Linked DNA regions of Sus scrofa: region 1 is linked to region 2. A link is a contact called in public Hi-C data. All regions are on one chromosome and are shown on one strand. The core of a region is the stretch at or near the end of the contact, and the rest is flanking DNA. Distances in the headings are between cores, read along the strand shown. Region 1 holds the start of LOC100739707 (signal-regulatory protein beta-1-like). Region 2 has its middle 110 kb from the start of SIRPA.

Evidence for each region. A called contact is a pair of places that touch in the nucleus more often than the background predicts.
Region 1: a Hi-C map of alveolar macrophages shows a contact between it and region 2, with 2.3 times the contacts expected there. The contact joins the promoter of LOC100739707 here to the enhancer-like site in region 2. A contact is called at or near these places in 1 of 5 promoter capture datasets (liver), 24 of 47 Hi-C or Micro-C datasets (alveolar macrophages, blood, embryonic fibroblasts and 11 more) and 1 of 2 datasets of contacts at active chromatin or transcription factors (alveolar macrophages).

The regions. Positions count from the first base shown.
Region 1 is chr17:33,815,288-33,822,492 of Sscrofa11.1, forward strand. LOC100739707 (signal-regulatory protein beta-1-like) reads left to right here and starts at 3,464. Exons shown (of 6, transcript XM_013985186.2): 1 at 3,464-3,627; 2 at 5,497-5,862. The coding sequence starts at 3,555.
Region 2 is chr17:33,716,270-33,723,364 of Sscrofa11.1, forward strand. No RefSeq gene overlaps it. Among named protein-coding and RNA genes, the nearest start is that of SIRPA, 110 kb to the left of the region's middle. Within about 2 kb of position 3,537, at least 3 of the 83 cell types and tissues checked have an H3K27ac peak or open chromatin away from gene starts, as enhancers often do. A contact at or near this core is called in alveolar macrophages, where this site is marked.

The DNA of each region.
Region 1 (7,205 bases), core at 2,214-4,713, 99 kb after region 2:
AACTTCTCCAGCTTAAAAGACTTGGTTTTTATTTGTTTGTTTTGTTTGATTTTTTCAGTTTGGGGTTTTTGTTGGTTTGGTTTGGTTTGGTTGGTTGGTTGGTTTTGCTTTTAGGGCTGCACCCAAGGCATATAAAAGTTCCCAGGCTAGGGGTCAAATCAGAGCTAAAGCTGCCGGCCTATGACACAGTCACAATAATGTGGGATCCAAGCTGTGTCTGCGACCTACACCACAGCTCAGAGCAACGCAAGATACTTGACCCACTGAGCAAGGGTGGGTATCAAACCTGCCTCCTCATGGATACTAGTTTTTAAAACTACAAAATGGGAAGAGACATTTTCCCACATTCTTCCCAACCCTTCTTTTAAAGCTTGAGATTCTGCATTCGTTTTCTATTCCTGCAGAAAAAAATTACCCCACAACTTAGTGGCTTAAGTCAACAAACATTTTCTCACAGGTTATCTGGGTCAGGTATCTGAGTATGAGTTAACTGCGTCCACTGGCTCGTAGCCTCATGACTGTGGTTATCATGTCAACTAAAGCTGCTATCTACTCAAGGCTTCCCTAGGGGCTGGGGAAATGCTTCCAAGGTCCCCTCCATGGCTGGTAACAGGATCTGCTTCCAAGGTCCCCTGCATGGCCAGTAACAGGACTCGGAGCCTTGCTGGCCATGACATAGGATGTTAGTTCCTGTCTCATGGATCTCTCCCTGGACACCACACACCATGGCAACTGTTTTTCCTCAGAGTAATGAGAGGGTGAGAGCAAGAGCAAGACAGCAGTCATAGGTTTCTTGTGACGTCATTACAGAAATGACTTCCCAGCACTGCTGCTGTATTCTATTCACCTGGAGCTGAGTCACTAGGAGTAGTCCACACTCAGGAGAAAGAGGTTGCACAAGGATGTGAATTCCAGTATCATTGGGAGCCATCATAAGATGATCTACTACATGTGCCCAAATCTTGGAATGATCCTTGGTCCTCTTTTCCCTCATACTCCACATCCAAGTCCTCCTCTACATCTTACATACAAAATAGACCCAGAATCTGATCACTTCCCACCACCTCCAAGGCTACCGTCTTGTTCTAAGTCCCTGTTATCACTCACCTGGATGATTCAATCATTTCCTAACTCTGGTCTCCCTGCTTCCATCCTTGCACACCTCAGGCTACGTTCCTCAAAGCAGCCAGAGGGATCCCATCACTTTTCAGACAATGTGCCCTCCAATGCCTCCCTACCTCATAGTCAAGCCAAAAGGAGTCTATGGTGACCTATGAGCCCCTATTCTAGCTGCCCTAACCTCTCTGATTTCATCTCCTGCCACTTTGCCACTTAAAAGCTGGGCTCCAGCCACAGTGGGTCCTTGACCTTCGCTGTCGTCTCTTCCCCTAATGATCTTCTCCCATTCTCTGCAGAGCTCACTCCTTCACTTCTTTCAAGCTTTTATCCAAATATCATATTATTTTCAAGGCTCTAGGACCTCCCCTGCCCCCCAGGCTAGCTTTCCCATCCCCTTTACACTGACATATGCCTCTCATAGCAATTTCACCATTGGACATTCTATGTATGTACTTGATTATTCAATGGCCTCATTCGCATGTATGTTAGCTCCTTGGAAACAAAAAGATTGGCTTTTTCTTTCACTGTTATAGCCCCTTGTCTAGAACACTGGTTGGAACCAGCCAGATACTTAATAAAGACTTACGGAGTGAATGACTCTATGCTTCGTTCAGGACTTAGGTTACTGTTTTAGATGTAAAGCAGTTATGCCAGTCCCTGCTGGCAGGGAGCACCAAACACAGTGAAGGTAATAGGCTCTAAGGAGTGGATTGGAGAGCAAGGTTGTCATAGGTGACATTCTAATTACTACTGCTGCATAACAAAACACCCCAAAATCTAAGATCAATAAACAACCACTTCATGAGGATCAATGGAACTGTGGGGTCTGGAATTCAGACAGGGCACAAGAATGGCCTTTCTCTACTGTCTGTTGTCTGGGGCCTCAGTTGGAAAGACTCAGTTAGGGATGACAATGGGGGCTGGAATCATCTGAAAGTTTCTTCATTCATACTTGTAATGATTGAATTGACTATTGACAGGAACCTTAGCAAGGCTTTCAGCTAAAACTCCTATATGTGTCCTTGTCAGGCAGTTTGTGTATGTGCTAGTTTGAACTTCATCATAGCATGGTGGCAAGATTCCAAAAATAAGTGTCCCAAGGTGTCAAAGTAGGACAGGGATGTTCTATGGTCAAGCCTCAGAAGTCACATCATATCACCTGTGTTGTCATCATAAGCCTGCCCAGATTCATGGGGTGGGGGGGCAGGGCTGGATATTTACCTACTTCTCCATGGAAAGACTGTCAAACAGCATGAGGGGAGGGGAATATTGCTGCAGTCAGCTCTGGACAGTGCAATCTTTCATTCTTGAAAAGAGAGGGTCGTTGGAACGATGGATATAAAGGTACCACACTGGCCAGTTCTTCATCTAAAGTCCCCCCAGGGAAACTTTCTTAGGTGAGGGAAATAGAATAAGTTCTCAAGGGAAGAGAGAATTTGTCATATGACAAAACACTCTAATCTCAGCACTTTTACCACTGCAACCTGGGGTCAATTCCTGGTCTGGGAACTAAGATCACACATCAAGCCACTGGACACCACAGCAAAATATATATATATATTATATATATAATACATTTTTTTAAAGGAACTATCTAATCCTATCTCTGACTCCCTCTCTTGTTCTTCCCCTTCTTCTTAGCAACATACACTCATTTACTGGAAGGACGACAGCAGAGTAACTGAGCCATAGAAAGCAGTGTCTGGCATGGATCCCATAGAAGGGAGTAGCTCACAGATAAGAGGCTCTGAACACAATCTTGTACACAAACTGTTGCTGCTCAGAAGAAAAGATGAGGCGCTTTCTAGATGTAAGAATTTTCCTTGATCAACCCCTCCTTCTGACCAGAGCTGGCCCCAGACCAAGACAAACAAAAGAGGTTCCCCTTCCCCTCCGGCCGTGATCTGGTTGTAATGTTTTCCCTGCAGATGAACCTGCTGAGGCCTCTCCCCATCCCTCACAGCCCTCCTCCATCCTCTAAAACAACAACAGCCGCGCTTCCTCTCCAGAGATCTAAAGCCACAACCTCACCCAAAGCCGCAGCCCCTGCAGTGCACTCTCAAAGCCAAGGGTTCCCATTAGATGTGGCTCAATTTTATCAGTGACATCTCTGAAGTGGGAAGAATAGGGCCCCCCTCCCTTGAGGCCTCATTTCCAGGGGCTCTCCTTCTGAGCAGCTGTGCAGTTCACCGAGCACAGCTGTTGAACTCTCCCACAAGACTGTGAAACCCTTAGAGCCGTAATCTCTTACTTTGTGTCTGATTCCTCTTTCATGATCTAGAAGCAGGAACTGCCAAAATCCCACAGCCCTTGCCACCCATCATAGTCACTTCCTCTTATATTAGGGAGACGGAAGCTTCACTTCTCACCGCGGAGCACAGAGTTTCCAGGCTCTCTAGGACAACATTCAGAAAGAGCAGGTTCCAGGAGCCAAGATGCCTGTCCCTGCCTCCCCGTCCAACCTGCCTCTGCCGTCCGTGATGCTGCCTCTGCTGCTGGGACTCACAGGTGAGCACCATGCCTTGAATACCACCCTCAGATACCCCTGTGCAAGGATGCTTACCTGAGTTTGGCAATGGTACCATCCCCCCACCTGCAGCGAGGCCAATGGATCTCTGTTCCAAGGCCTCTTTCTTTTCTGTCTCTTTCTCTTCAAAATATTTTTCTAAATGTTCTCCTTTACAACAAGGATATCCTAAACAATTTCCCCCAGAATTCTTTTTTTTTTTTTTAAGGGCCTCACCTGTCACCTATGGAGGTACACCACAGCCACAGCAACACCAGATCCAAGCCATGTCTGCGACTTATACCACAGCTCATGGCAAAGCCAGATCCTTAACCCAATGAGCGAGGCCAGGGATTGAACCTCCACCCTCATGGATGCCAGTCAGATCCATTTCCACTGAGCCACGACAGGAACTCCCTCCCCCAGCATTCTTATTATTTACAGAGATCTACTTCTCTCCAGTGCAGGTCCAGACAGGATTTAGTCCACCCAGGCATTTCTCAGTGACAGGGGTTCCTAGTCACTCCTCAGCTCCCATATCCCTGACACCCTGTGAAAGATCCATGATCCTCAATGGCTTTACCTGAAGGAATGGGTACCATCCTAGGGAGGAGGTGGAGATGTGACAAGTGAGCCTTCTGTCCTGCTAACGACCATAGAACCTGGGAATCAGGGCTGCTTAAACTGAGATGAAGATAAATGGATGGATAGATAGATAGACCACAACTACAAATGCAACGTAGAACTATTAGAAAAAACTGGCACGTGGTACTTTTTAGACTGTTAAGTCTCCGAGAATCTCAGATTCTTAGGATTATATTCTTAATATGGGGATTATACCTGCCTGTTCACTTTCATTTCCCTAGATATGACCCCAGACCCAGGTAGGCTGGTGAGACACCCCTCCCTTCCCAGCAGTGTTATCATCTTAGTTGAGAGGTCAACCTACAAGTGGTTAAAAGCATAGATATATTTTGAAACCAATACGCCAGTGTTTGAATTCAAGTTCCATCACTTATAACATGTTTGACATTGTGCAGAAACACAGAGAAGCTTAGTAAGAAGTTTAGGAGTTCCCGTCATGGCACAGTGGTAACAAATCTGACTAGGAACCATGAGGTTGCAGGTTTGATCCCTGGTCTTTCTCAGTGGGTTAGGGATCTGGTGTTGCCGTGAGCTGTGGTGTAGTTTGCAGAAGCGGCTCGGATATGGCATTGCTGTGGCTCTGGAGTAGGCCGGCAGCTATAGCTCTGATTTGACCCCTAGCCTGGGAACCTCCCTATGCCATGGTGCAGCCCTAAAAAGCAAAAAAAAAAAAAGGAAGAAGAAGAAGTTTAGTAACTTCTCTTTGCCCCTGTTGTCTTGTTGAAAAATTCTTTACTAACAGGATTATGGTGAAAATTAAGGAAACTAATTATATTAAATTAGTTAATATATTCAAGTGTTTCAAGTGATGCGTGGCACACACCAGCTTCTATAGAAGCTCTGACTCATTCCCTCCGGGATTTAGTTAATGCAAATATGAACGCATAAAAATGATCTCACTGTTTCTGGCATTACAACATTCACTCTGGGTCCTTGACAAGCCAGTGTCTTCATTTAAAACTCACAGCAGACATGAAAAACGGGAATGATCCATCATGCTTCATAGAAAAGGAAACCAAATAAAAGGGAAGGGGCTTCTCAGAATCTTCAGGCTTGTTAGTGCTGGAGTCAGGCTATGTGCCCACATCGGCCTGCTTCCCCAGGCCAGAGGCGTCCCCTTGGCTCCAGTTCTGGGTGTCTTTTTAAAGTTCTCAGTTTCAACAAAGCTCAAGAGAAGTCCCCTGGGCCAGGCAGGAGACTTGGAACTGCTGTGTGTTTCCCTCCAGGAGCAGCAGGTGAGGAGGGGCTGCAGGTGCTTCAGCCTGAGAGGTCCGTGTCTGTCGCAGCTGGAGAGACGGCCACTCTGCCCTGCACTGCGACCTCCCTGATCCCCATTGGGCCCTTCAAGTGGTTCAAGGGGACAGGACCAGCCCGGGAGCTAATCTACGATTTCAAAGGAGATCCTCGGGGCCACTCCCCCCGAGTAACAAATGCTTCAGATGCCACAAGGAGAGACAACAAGGACTTTTCCATCCGCATCCGGAACATCACCCCAGCAGACGCCGGGACCCACTACTGTGTGAAGTTCCGGAGAGAGAGCCCTGCGGACGTGGAGTTTAGGTCTGGGCCAGGCACCCGGCTGTTTGTGCGTAGTAAGTCCAGATCTCTGAAATCGCAGACCTCTGTTTTAAAACAATCACAACCTCCAGTCTTTTAGCCCAAGGTTCCTGCATTGTTAGCCCTTGGGTCAAGTTTGAGGATAAAAGATGGGGACAGTGAGAAGTCACAGGAAAAAGAAGAGTAAACATAATCTCAGGGACACATCAGTACAATCCTAACCCTTTATAATGTTGCAGGTTTTGAAGGCCACGAAAAAGACTTATAAACAAAGCAGATAAAAGTATAGACTCTAGGTCCAAATAGCCTGGGTTCAACTTCTAGTTCTGCCATTAACAAGCTGTGTGACTTCATTAACTTGCTAAAATACTCTGTCCCTCAATATCCTCTTCTAAAAGATAGGGAAAGGAGTTTGGTCATGGCTCAGTGGGTTAAGAACCCAGTGTAGTTCCGTGAGGATGTGGGTTCAATCCCTGGCCTTACTCAGTGGATTAACGATCTCACATTGCCACAAGCTGTGGCTGTGACATAGGCCTCACCGGCACCTCTGATTCAACCCCTAGCCCAGGCACTTCCATATGCCACAGGTGCGGCTGTAAAAAATTTTTTAATAAAAAAAATAAATAAATAAATAAATGAAAGAGAGGGGAAAAAAACTGTACTTACTTTGTGGATTTGTTGTGAGGACTATAAATTTAAATGTGTTTATAAATGTTAGGTACTTAGAAGAGTACCTGTAACATAAGAAATGTTATATTACTGTATATTGTCAGTTTTCAGGATTTTAAAACTAATCAGACTTAAAAATATATTCTTAACAGCACGGAATCATATATTACACAGAAACAAAGACTAATAGAATTATTGAGGCAGAAAATTATAATCACTTTTTTTGGCCACGCCCATGGCACAATGGAAGTTCCTAGGCCAGGGGTTGAACTCAAGCTACAGCAGTGCTAACTCCAGATCTTTAACTGCTGGGCCACCAGGGAAATCCTAAATATCATGTTTTTATGTAGAATATGTAATTTTTATATTTCTTAAGTTTTGTTCTGGATTTCTATAAGTCCTGCATATTCTTGGATTTGGTCCTGACTAATAGAATCATGGCTGAAGACCAACCCTGCAAAACTCTGAATATTATCCATCCATTAAAGGAAACCCTGGGAAGCAGAGCGATTGGTTCAAGCCTGTTGGTTGACAAAGAAATGAGTATAATGTTTTTGATATTGAAAAATTAGTTTGAAAATTTACTCTAATAGGAACATAGCAACATACATCAATAGACTTTTTGACTCTTTAAAAGTTTAGCATCTTAGGATCATGGAGAAACAAAGATAACGGCAGGTAGTATTTGGGGACAAGGAGAGGATCACAC
Region 2 (7,095 bases), core at 2,287-4,786:
GCTGAAGTCCTACAGACCTCTCAGCGTTTCCCAAGCCCGCCAAGCTCTTCCTGCATCAGATGCTTCTCACTGTTCCCACTTTCTAGAATGTTCTTCCCCTGGCCCTTCCCATGGCTGGCTCCTACCTATTCCTTAGTTTCAGCTCAAGAGGTCACCTCCTCCAGGAATCCTTTTCCTACCACCTTTCCAGAGTGAGTCCTCCAAGCATTTTCTTTGTTTTTCTTTTTTTTTTTTTTTTGTCTTTTTAGGGCCACACCTGTGGTATATGGAAGTTCCCAGGCTAGGGGTCGAACGGGAGCTATAGCTGCTGGCCTACGCCACAGCCACAGCAACGCCAGATCTGAGCCGTGTCTGCAACCTATACCACAGCTCATGGCAATGCTGGATCCTTAATGCACTGAGCGAGGCCAGGGATCGAACTTGCATCCTCATGGATGCTAGATTCGTTTCTGCTGAGCCACGACGGGAACTCCCGCCTCCAAGCATTTCCTGTCTGCACACTTTGGGTTCCCCCAAAGTCACCGAGGTCCAGTTATAATTTTACATTTGTTTGTTTACTGGTTTGCATCTGTTTATAAGCTCCTCGAGGCTGAAACCAGACACGGGCACACAGTGAGCCCTAGGACCTGGCGCACCAGGGCGCCTGGTACAGGCTGCCGAGTGTGGAGAGTGGGGCGCTGTGGTTCTCACGGCTCAGTCACTGTCACCTCTTTGCCGGCTTCACAGCCCTTCATCTCTCTGACCGGCCCAACTTGGAGAACAATCCTTGGGAATTCAGTGCCTTCCAACTGCACCGCTGGCCCCTTCGGCTCCTCAGATGTCCATGTCACCTGGATGAAGGACAGAGGTGAGCATCCAGCCTCAACTCAGTGCCTGGTGACCGACAACAAAGGCAACAACTCCATCACCAGAGAGGTGTGGGTGACCCTGGCCTGCCAAGACGTCACATCGAAGGTGACCTGAGAAGTCATGCATAGGACCTTGGCGGAGCCCCTGGCATGACCCTCTCCGAGGTTCGTGGGCGGGAAGCTGGGTGGGGACATCGTTTTCCTGGCAGCGCTGGTTCTCAGAGTCTGACCCAAAGCCCCATTTCACAATGGGGAACTTGGAATTCCCCCCTGCCGTGGCCGGTCACACGGTAGAATTGTTAGTGACACAGGTTGCAGAGACGCACTGTCTGGGTTTAATCCTGACTGTTCTAGTTCGCAATCTGTGTGATCTTGGGTAAGTTATTTAACTCGTTTGTGCCTCAGTTTCCTCTTAGAATGAGAATAAAATTAAGACCGACCTTGTAGGTTTCGTGTGAGGATTAAATGAGCAATTTCTTACAAAGCAGCTACTGCCACACAATAAGTTGTTTATGGATGCTTGATTTTATTCTTATCGTCTGGGCTAAGCTTCCATTCCAGACATCTTTGTTCTATTAATATCATTATTTTAAATTTTAAATCATATTATTTATTCAACATAAGTGAATTCTTGCATCCATGAATATCTACTGCGTGGCAGGCTTCTAGGTGCTAGGGATAGAGGGATGAGTAAAATTAAGTCCCTGTTCTCATGGAAATCGTATTTTGTAATTCTTAAAATAATATTTCATGATATGAAATGTTTCAAACACACAGGAAATAATATAGCAGATATTCATGTATCCGTACCCATATACATATATTTTTCTTTTTACAGTCGCACCTGCAGCATATAGAAGTTCCAGGGCTAGGGGTCTAATTGGAGCTACAGCTGCAGGCCTACAGCACAGCCGTGGCAACACCAGATCCAAGCTGCATCTGCGAAATATGCCGCAGCTTGTGGCAACACCAGATCCTTAACCCACTGAACGAGGCCAGGGATCGAACCCCACCTCCTCATGGACACTATGTCTGGCTCTTAACCCCCTGAGCCATGATGGAAACTCCCCGCTACCCCTATTTAATGAATGTTAACACTTAGCTCCATTTGCCTTACATTGAGAATACAAAAAAAAATTATTCCAGGGCTTCCTGGTGGCCTAGCAGTTAAGGATCTGGCATTGTCACTGCTATGGCTCCGGGCACTTCTGTGGTATGGGTTTGATCCCTGGCTGGGAACTTCTGTGTGCTGCAGGTGCAGCCAAAAATATGTGTATATATATATATGTATATATATATATATATTTTTTGAAAACATATAACTTTTTTGAAAACAGGTAACTGATTGAAGAGCGAGAGCTCTAGGGAGGGGTCCTGGGAAAGGTGGACATAAGGGACAAGCAGGCAGGTATAATTTCAATAGATGTTCCTTTCTGCTTCTTTGTCCAGCTGTCCCCACCCTGAAGATCACCACCAAGCCCTCTGGGATGCAAATCCAGGTACATCGGAGAGTGAATCTCACCTGCCACCTGAGCCGCTTCTATCCCTCTCACCTGCTCCTCACCTGGATGGAGAACAGGCACAAAGTTCAGACCATGGAGTCCCCCCAGGTCACCAGAAACCCAGATGGGACCTACTGGCAGGCAGAGGCCAGGCTGGATGAGAGCAAGTTTGCCTGCTGGGTGGTCCAGGATAAGCAGCCCCCAGTCCAGGCCAACATCACCCTGCGGGCTCAGGTGCCCAGGCTGGGGAAAGATGGGTGCAGCCTCTCACCAACCCCTCTGGGCAGCATGGCTGGGAGGGTCAGGGGTGAAAACACAGGCCACCTGCCTGGAGTGCAGACAGAAGTAGGTCAGGACTCAGGAAACCAAGGGTTCAGGGTGAAGGAAGGGAGGACGCCCTGGGCTGCTGATAAAACTCTCAGGCACTCACCCCAAATTCCATTCCTCCCTCCTCCACATCCTTCTCAAGAAGAAAGTGTGGGACTTCTTTTCCCAATTCCATGCACTCTTCTGGTTGAAATTTCTCTACCTTCATACTTGGCTTGGGGAAAAGGCAGACTATAAGGACAGCTGGGCCACCGAATCCCTTCTAGGAAGGCTTTAATCAATCAAGACTGGTTCAGGGCAGTTTCTAGAAGGCGTTTTTCAAGAGAGGCCAGAATTCTTTTTTTTTTTTTTTTTTCCTTTTCTTTTTTTGCTTTTTTAGAGCCATATCTGCGGCATATGGAAGTTCCCAGACTAGGGGTCGAATTGGAGCTACAACTGCCAGCCTACACCACAGCCACAGCAATGCCAGATCCGAGCCCCATCTGTGACCGACACCACAGCTCATGGCAACACCGGATCCTTAACCCACTGAGCAAGGCCAGGGATCGAACCGGCAACCTCATGGATACTAGTCGAGTTGGTTACCGCTGAGCCACGACGGGAACTCCTGGAGAGGCTAGAATTCCTGACAGGATTACCTGGGAAGCAGGGAAGGTGCAGGTGCAAGATTTGTATTCTCTCTACCGGGGGTTTCTCTCTCACACACACCTCTTTTTTCTCTCTTCTCCTCTCCCTTGCCCCTCATTTTCTTTTTCTCTCTCTCACCCCATCCAAATCTACCTCCTCTTCCCTACCTAGCTACCTTTTGTGTCCTAGATGACATTCTCCACTAGGGGGAGCTGTCCACCAGCAGTTCAGACTTTGCGGAAAGACCTGCTTTCCTCGGTTCTGCAGGAATCAGCTTGGGAGAAGGAATGACTGAGCCAGAAGAGATGAGATGGGGAGGGAAGGGAAGGAGGAGAGAAGGGAGCATTAGAACTGGCCAGGCCTGGACCAGCCAAGGGCGAGCCAGAATGTGCACTGACAGCTCTCCAGAACCATAGGAGGTGGGATAGGACAGCTCCCTACTGGCCCTGTCAGCTGCCGTGAGCTACTACCTGGGAAAGGGTAGACAGGATGCTGGGCTGCAAAACCACATGAATTCCCAACAGGGGCATTGCTGCTGCATTCACACTCTCCCGGAAAGAAGTGGCCTTTATCCGCCTGCTCTAAGAATTCTTGGGCAAATGACCCCATCCCCTTGCAACTTCTCACTGTCTTTTTTTTTTTTTTCTTTGTCCGGCCAAAATTTAAAAAAGATCCATAAAGTGGGCTATACAGATCTGGGTGAAAAACTCCAAACTGGTCCTTTCTGACCAGAAGCAACTTACGTTATTTCTTTACTGACTCACGCCGAGTTTGTTCCTCTCCTGTCTTATTTTCTCTTTCACCTGCAAACCTGTATCCTGCCCCCTGCTGCAAGGTAACCCACCCCCACCCCCGCCGCACCCCACCCTGTGAGCATCGCTCTGATTCTCCCACACCCTGTGCAGGTGTTTGGTGTGCCCTGTGGTCTGCAGTGGGGAAGGGCAGCTTCCTCTTCTGGTATCAGGCTCCCTTCTGCGTGGTGCTAATGTACCTTTGCATTTACAGCTCCTCAGTGTGAGCTCTAAACCCTTCCTCAGGTCCACTCCTTACACACTTACACACCTCTATACTCTGCTCATGTCGGCTGACACCTGTAGCACTTGCTGTGTACCAGGTGTCCTCACGTATGTTACCTGATATACGACAGCTGGAACCGCAGCAGAGGGACCAAGGTCTCAGGGGTCTCAAATAGCAGAGCTGGGACTGAGGGCAGGACTGTCTCCCCACAAATTCAATGTATTTTCTTTTCTTTTTCTCCCCCTTTTTTTTTTTATGGCTGAACCTGCAGCATATGGGTCAGATTTGAGGCTCATTTGCGACCTATGCCACAGCTTCTACAGTGCCAGATCCTTAACCAACTCAGCAAGGCAAGGAGTCGAACCCCCATCCTCACAGAGACAATGTCAGGTCCTTAACCCACTGAGCCACAATGGGAACTCCTCAGTGTATCTTCTGAAATTTTCCCTTCACCCTGCCTAAGAATATAAATCTCAGTGTTATCTCACGTCTTTCTCAAATTTCCCTCTTAAATACTCCATATCTGATATTTTTCTCTTCCTGAACTGTCATGTCTGCCCGCACATTCAGTTCTCACAGCTGGTCCTGAAACTATGGGGTCTCCTGCAAGTCCTGATCAGAGGCTCATTTTTTTTTTTTTTTGGCCTTTCAGGGTCGCACCTGCAGCATATGGAGGTTCCCAGTCTAGGGGTCCAATTGGAGCTACAGCTGCCAGCCTACACCACAGCCACAGCAACACAGGATCTGACCCTTGTCTGCAACCTACACCACAGCTCACAGCAACACCAGATCCTTAACCCACTGAGCAAAGCCAGGGATCAAACCCGCAACCTCATGGTTCCTAGTCAGATTCGTTTCCACTGTGCCAAGATGGGAACTCCCAGAGGCTTAAACTTTACCCCTCTCCTCTGTGCTGAGACCCTCACGGCCTTGAAGCACACACAGGCTCTTATGTTTGGAGGTGGCTAAATATTGGAGTCCAACAGATCAGTGTCACCTGGCAGGGCTGCCACGGGCCTCCTGAGACCTCAGCAAAGCACTGCCCCTTCCTGAGCTCAGTTTTCCCATCTGTGCAATGACAGTTTTATGCCCACCTCGTGGGGACCAGGTGGAGACTCCTTTTCCTTGACCCAGCTTGGTGCCCAGACAATGGGGCAACAGTGGGTGCTTTGTGATGCCCACATACAGTCTCCATAGTGGCCAGCCCAGAGCTGGGTTGAAAGCAGGAAAATTCACTGATCGTTAAGGGGACAGCTATGAAGAAGCAGAGGCAGCTGTGGTGTAACAGGAAGAGCCCTTGACTGGAGTCAGAATTCCTGGGTTGGAAAGTGACACCCTCCAGGAGGCTTTTTTTCCTCTAACACGAGAAATATGACTAATAATAATTCCCTAGATGGTTGTGAGTATATGATGACAACAGTTACCATTTAGAGTGATAACCACGTGCCTCATATTCTTTACTAATTATTTTACATAATTTATTAATTAACTCTGAGAATTAAGGCTCATCCTCATTTTACAGATGAGGAAACTGAGGCTTAGAGAATTGAGTTGCTCAGGCTTATGCAGTGAGGGGCTGGCAAAAGCACACTTGGGCTGAGCCTGACCCCAAAGGCTGTGCTCTTATCCTTTCTCTGTGCCACCTGCCTTCATGTGACCTGTTCTGGGAGCAGTGAGATGCCCTTCCCTGTCCAGGGACAAGGGCAGAACAGAGCCTGGTCACTGGACATGGACCTTGGACTCCGAGTACCTGGCTAAGAACACCTGCTCTGCTGACTAGTTGCAGACTTAGGACAAGTCACCTAGGTTGTCTGAGCCTCAGTTTCTTCATCTGTGAAATGGGATAGAGGCGCTCCCTCCTCCTAAGGTTGCAGGAGGTCTCAGGTCAGTAAGCAGGGTTGTGAGGTGTGGGTTGGGGGAGTCAGGGCTCCTTACAAACCTCTGCGGTCCCTTAATTTCATGGTCTGGCCTCTAATACCAGCTTCATAATTGTCAGAATGTAACCTTTAAAAGCCTGTGGAAGAGGGGGGTGAAGGAGCTTCTCAATAGAGATGCTAAGGATTTTCTCGCTCTGAGTTTGGGCTCCTCCGTGTCCTCTCACGGGCGCGTCTCTCCTACAGGCAGGAGTATCTTCTCTCACACATTGCAAGGCCCCTTGCAGCGATCGGAGCCGGCACACACATCCAGCTCAAGTTCACATCCTCTGGATTCCCCACAGGTCCGCTCACTGGGACCTGGCTTAAAAACGACCACAAGCTGTTAAAGACCCAGATCAGCGTCCACCTCAGCGGAGACTCATGCAATGTGACCAGCAGCGTGCTTGTCCTGCCGCAGGCTGCTGAGGCCTTCCCTCAACCTCTGTCAAGTTCAGCACGGATCCACAGTGGTTTTCTGGAAAACCATCCACCTGGACCAGTACCTCCATTGTAAGGACCTTCATTTTGTTCAGACAGTTTAGCACAGAGTCAGGCTCTGAGGTCTCTGAGCCTCAATTTCCTCCACTGAAAAATCGGACACCCCTCACTTGGTTGTGGCAGGCTTCCAGGGAAACGATACTGGTAAAGGAATTAACACGTACCTTGTTCACAGCAACCTCAAATTAGTGGCAATTATTATTAGTCATCATTGTTATACACATCACCCTTTGGAACTCAGTTTCTTCACCTGGAAAATGGAAGCAAAATATCTTCTGGGAATTTAATTTTATTATTACACTTTTTTTGTATATGAAGAGGATTTAAAGGACTTTGCAAACTTCTAAATTTTATCTGTCT